Regions from separate parts of the Mus musculus genome. Here region 2 is linked to region 1. A link is a contact called in public promoter capture Hi-C data. All regions are on one chromosome and are shown on one strand. The core of a region is the stretch at or near the end of the contact, and the rest is flanking DNA. Distances in the headings are between cores, read along the strand shown. Region 1 overlaps Dixdc1 (DIX domain containing 1). Region 2 overlaps Alg9 (asparagine-linked glycosylation 9 (alpha 1,2 mannosyltransferase)).

Region 1 (2,700 bases), core at 184-2,683:
GCTGAAAGGAGTTGGAGATGTGAAGAGTGCTCTGCCGTCAGACACGGAGAGGCAGACTGGAGTGGGTCTGCTGTGGTCCAGCATTTCCTCTCTCTGCCCCCTTCCCTCTCTTTTGGAAGGGAAATGTATAACCTGCGCCATTGTCTGTTATACATGTGAACTGCTTCTTGATTCTGATTTTACAGGGGGTTATAGTTAAGAGAGCACCTTGAATCTCCAAAAAGATATTGAACTTTGGACTTTACTTTTAAAGTGTTGAGTCCGTGACAGACTGTGGACTTTTGAAGTTGGACTGAATGCATTTTTGCATTATGACATGGTTACAAACCTATGGGGGTCAGGGAGTAGAATGGTGATTTTAATAAGAAGTGTTCCCCATAAACTCTTATGTTGGAATGCTTAGACATCAGGGGGTCTACTTGGCACTACTTGGGAGAGATTAGCAAAGGTGGTCTTGTTGGGGAAAGTTTGCCTTTGGGGATGGGCTTTGAGGTTTCAAAGGCCCAAGCCAAGCCCAGTGTCTGTCTGTCTGTCTGTCTGTCTGTCTGTCTGTCTGTCTCCTGCCAGAACAGCAGAACTCCAGTTCTACCACTCAGTAGAACTCTCAGCTCCTTCTCCTGCACAATGTCAGCCAACACCATGTCATGCTTCCCACATGATGATAATGGACGGAACCTGCTTTCTTTTCTAAGAGTTGCCTCAGTCACGGTGTCTCTTCACAGCAATGGAACACTGACTAGGGTGGGAACTCAGGTATTTCTGGGAGCTAATTCAGGAGTGACCAGTAACACTCCCAGCTTGCTCCTGGATTCTGTACCTCTTCTTTGACTGTGCCAAACTCGGGATCCAGTGCTTTGAAGTGGTATCGGTGATTCCCTTCCCGATCAATAGCTGCTTTAAAATCCTTCAGTGTCACCTCCCCCAACCTGTAATAGAGGAGAGTGTACCAAAATAGTTTGTCAATTGATAGGCTGGGAAGGTAGTGTGTTAGTTTAAAATCCAGGTCCCAACAAAAGTCAACAGGCAGAAATAGCATGGCTTTGATACTAGGTCACGGCCCTTGATAACCAAGATAAAATAAAAGTTGGGCAACCAGTCAACACTAGGAATGAGCATGGCATTACACATCAGGTGATCCAAGAACTCAAATTCATTGCTTTTGCTGTTTTTAACCTAGAAAATAAAGTATTCAAAATAAAATTAAATAACTACTAATATTACTAAGTTTTCTCAGTTTTTCTCCTGACATAGTGGCCTAGTTTTCTTAGGCTGATAAAATTAAATCCATCAGTTTGTTTGTTTGTTTGTTTTGTTTTGTTTTGACAGGGTCTCACTCTGTAGGCCAAGCTTGCGTTGGCTTTGCTACACAGCGTAGGAAGACTTCAAATTCACCATCATGTTTCAGGGCCCCAGCTGACAGACTACATGTAAGTGCCTCTCAGCATTCCTCTGTGTTTGGAAAATACAGAAACGCCCTGTGGTGGCGCATGCCTCTAACCCCAGCACTATGGAGGCAGCAGTGAGCAGATCTCTGAGTTCAAAAGCATCCTGGACTACAGAATAAGTTTCAGGACAGCCAGGACTACACAGAGAAACCCTGTCATGGAAAACAACACCCCTCCCCCAAAGAAAACAATACAAAACAAAAATAAAAACCCTCACTTTTATCTAGTCCAAATAAGCAGACTCTAAGAGAGGAGAAACCCTAGGAAGCTCCCTTGGTAGTTGGCCAGGGTTTATTTTATTTATAAACCAGAGCCTTAAGCAATACGAGGCAAGCACGCTGTCAGTGAGCTCCATCCCTGGCCCCACGCAGCATCTTTATTCTGTACTGAGATGAACTTCTGGGACATTCTCCACACAAATCCTTACAGGTATGACTTGCCGTCACCCTTGAGTAGTAAACACCCACGAGTGGGGCCCAGGAGCTCAGGCTAGAGGTCATGGCTACCAGAAGGGGCTATTTTGAATACTTAAAAGAACAAGTTTTTCCAAACTTGTATAGCTATCAGAACAAGAAGCACAATTATTTTTCCTGTGGGCCTGGGTATGGTGGTGCATGCCTTAATCTCAACACTTGGGAGGCAGGGGCAGGTGGATCTCTGTGAGCACAGGCCACCCAGAGCTACACAGTGAGACCCTGTCTCAAAACACTAAAACAAAACAAACAACTCAAAACAACATACAGTGCTTATTCCTGTGCCTAGCAATACCTCCTGCTTGTCCACTATAATGTCACTGGTTGCTGGGTGTGGTGGTGGATGACTTTAACCTCAGCACTCAGGATGCAAGGCAGGAGGGAGTTATTAGCTGGAGGGAGGCCAGCCTGGTCTACATAAAGAGTTCAAAACCAGCCAAGGCTACATAGTAATACTTTGTCTCCAACAACACCACCAAAACCAAAATACAAACAAACAAAAAACCAACAAAAACCCAAACAAACAAACAAAACCCTGGTAAGCAGGAGGCAGAATCTCTAAGTCCTGGGCTCTGGTTTCCATACAAGCTGGCTTTCAAACACCTTCAGCTGCTCATCAGGCTGTTACTGAGGACTCTGCTTCTGTTCGGTTTGTCTTTTACAGTGAAGGAATGGCATGGACGTCTCACCTCTTTGGAATATTGACCATGAAGGGCGTGAGCGAGCGGTCGGTGAAATAGAGCACCTTAGTGCAGGTGCTGCTGACGGCTGGGGAACTCTGG
Region 2 (2,700 bases), core at 61-2,560, 130 kb after region 1:
TTTGTAAGAAGATCTATTATTTAGGTCCCACTGTCGTATAAAATTATAGGCCTTTGCAAAACAGGTTTCCCATCATTCAGTCTATGGATTAATAAACATGATTCCTTCTTTTAGCCTCTTTGAAGACTCCCTTAGCTCATTTGAGTGGAAGGAACAGAGGCACTTTGCCTACACAGGGAGACCCTGCTGCCAGCCTGCTACAGAGTCCTCTTGTGTCCCCTCCCCCCAAATGCTCAGCTTGCCAACCTGAGGTGCATTTTCTTGCACTGTCAACTTGGACCTAGCCTTGTGAGCATCAGCATGGTAAAGCCTGAGATGAAAGCTGCCACTCTTAGGGCATGCAAGCCATTGAATATGGGGGACACCCGCTAGCCGAATTAAAAGTCACCTTTTTATTTTATTTTTTGTTCCTTTTTTCCTTTTTTTTGTTTTTTTTTTGTCTTTTGTTATTTTATTTATTTATTTATTTATTTATTTATTTTGGGTTTTTTGTTTTGTTTTGTTTTGGTCAGTTGACCTTTCTTCAGTTTTGGCTTATTCCCCAGTGCTTGCTCCATCCTTCAGGGAAGTAAGCCTATTAGGAAATGTGCACAGACTAGCTGAGAGCTTGATAAATGAACACACGAAGATCACATAGAAGGTATGGTATAGTAAGCGATGGTAGCGACAGTTGCTCAAAATGGGGGTGCTTGCCAAGACAGCACCTGTATGAGCAAGCACCAGAGAGAAGGCAGCTTCCCTCCTCCGATGCTTAGCATCGTCATGGCTGCACAGAGAAGGAAGGCCCCCATCTTCTCTGGCTGGTCTCTTTTCTCCACAGGCCTAGATTTCTAGACTTTTGTTAAGAAATATAATGAGTCAAAGGTTGCCCTGTCTTCTTATTGCGGGAGAGAGTGGATAGTCACCTCTCAGAAAGCTGGGTCCTAAAGGATTTAGTTTAGAAAAAATGCTCCTACTAATTGAAACCCAGAGAAGACATTTCTCCAGAGGGTTTATTTAACTTAGAGACATGGGGAAGACAAGATTAAAGATGTCCTGAATGACCTGCTGGAGACAGACTTCCATTCCTACCGTTTAGCTGTCTGTGAGCAGGAGTGAACTTTCCCCAGAGGTGGCCCACAATTGAAGCGGGCCCTTCCTCAGTGAGCCCTCCCATTCCTCCAAGTGTTGCTGGCATTATGATTTTAGTCTCTGACCTTATTTTTGCTGTGCAAGCCACAAAGCGTTAGGTTTTTGAGTGTTCTCTGCCTCCTGATTACCTTTTTAAGCAATGCTGATTGCAGGGAATTGCTGTGGCGCAAGACGGATGTCACAACACACACTGATTAAAGCCCACACGTGTCATTCACTGCCTGATTGAAGCAATCATACAGGGGGAAAAGCAGAGAGGAAAACAGCTCATGTGCAGGGAGGGAGCTAGTTCTTACCACTTAGGCTTAAGGATTTTGAATTACAGAATAAAAACTAGTGAGAATGAGATTTGTTTCAGCCATTTTGCTTCTTTCTGTGTCCTTTGAGTTCTGAGCAGGACCTGGGTCTCTGATCTAATCTGTAGCCAAGGTTGGGGGAGTGGAGCTGGCGAGGCTGGAAAGATGGCTCAGTGGCTAAGAGTGTCTGCTGCCCTCATAGAGGCAACTAAGTTTGGTTTCCTGGTACCAAGTCAGGCAGGTTATAACTACGTGTACCTTCAGTTCTAGGGTGGGCAATCTCAACCTTCCTAATGCTCTGACCCTTTAATACATGTTGTGTATTATGCATGTGGTATAAAATTATTTTCCTTGCTACTTCATAACTGGAATTTTTGCTAATATTATGAATTGTAATGTTAGTCTCTGAAATGCAGGATACCTGTTATGACCCCCATGAAAGCATCATTCGGCTCCCAGGTTGAGAACCACTGCTCCAGGCATCTGATGCCTTCTTTGGCTTTTATAAGCACCTGCACATACATACACATAAAATACACACACACACACACACACACACACACACACAAAATTAAGCTGTTGATTTTTATTAAATATATATGTAATTATGGTGTGTGTATCTGGTTCTACGAAGACTAAACCCAGGGCTTCATGAATGCTAGGCAAATACCCTACCACTCAACTTATCCCTAACCCTGGCCATGAGTTATTCCCTCTTACGAAATACATGGTATCTTATATGTGTATAAAATAGTAATTGAACTTCTCAAGGGGTTACATAGCTCCAAGTAAGTTTATCTATTGGCTTTGATCATTTGGCCTACATATTGAATGCAGAACTTGAAGCCCCAGTTAAAATTCCAATGATTTTTTTTTTTTTTTGTTTCCTATAGCTCTGTGCTCTTAAGCTACCACTATTAGAGAACGTGTTTGTCCCATGTGGGTGTGGCGTTTGGGAGTAGGCACTGCAAATAGCCATTTGAGTTTGTAGGTGCCATCGTAACAGAATACTTGAGACGAGGTAATGAAGAGCATAGACTCACTTCTCCTTCTGGAGGCTGGGAGTCCAGTATGAAAGCTCTCGTATGTTCAAGCCTGCTGGTGCACTGGCACCGCATCACTGTATCCTTTAGAGGACAATTGTGCATCCTCTATGGTAGAGGAGATGATGGGAATAAAGTGAAATAGTCCAAGCCCAATGGTACACATCTATAGCGTCTTCACCAGTCTGCCCTTCCGTCTTCTGCTCTTGTGCTTCCTGTGCACAGCGGAG

The links. Capture Hi-C pulls out chosen DNA fragments and counts their contacts.
Region 2: a contact with region 1 is called in a promoter capture Hi-C map of liver. The contact joins two enhancer-like sites. A contact is called at or near these places in 2 of 39 promoter capture datasets (the SN4741 cell line and cranial neural crest), 1 of 15 datasets of contacts at CTCF or cohesin (embryonic stem cells), 12 of 484 Hi-C or Micro-C datasets (the HL-1 cell line, embryonic stem cells and liver), 5 of 115 datasets of contacts at active chromatin or transcription factors (bone marrow-derived macrophages and embryonic stem cells) and 1 of 9 other capture datasets (liver).

Annotation. Positions count from the first base shown.
Region 1 is chr9:50,666,843-50,669,542 of GRCm38.p6, forward strand. Dixdc1 (DIX domain containing 1) reads right to left here. Exons shown (of 20, transcript NM_001374656.1): 18 at 2,608-2,700; 19 at 818-926. Among named protein-coding and RNA genes, the nearest start is that of Dlat, 8.4 kb to the left of the region's middle. Within about 2 kb of position 1,434, at least 6 of the 459 cell types and tissues checked have an H3K27ac peak or open chromatin away from gene starts, as enhancers often do. A contact at or near this core is called in liver, where this site is marked.
Region 2 is chr9:50,797,276-50,799,975 of GRCm38.p6, forward strand. All of the region lies in intron 8 of Alg9 (asparagine-linked glycosylation 9 (alpha 1,2 mannosyltransferase)), which reads left to right. Among named protein-coding and RNA genes, the nearest start is that of Gm38476, 23 kb to the left of the region's middle. Within about 2 kb of position 1,311, at least 16 of the 459 cell types and tissues checked have an H3K27ac peak or open chromatin away from gene starts, as enhancers often do. A contact at or near this core is called in liver, where this site is marked.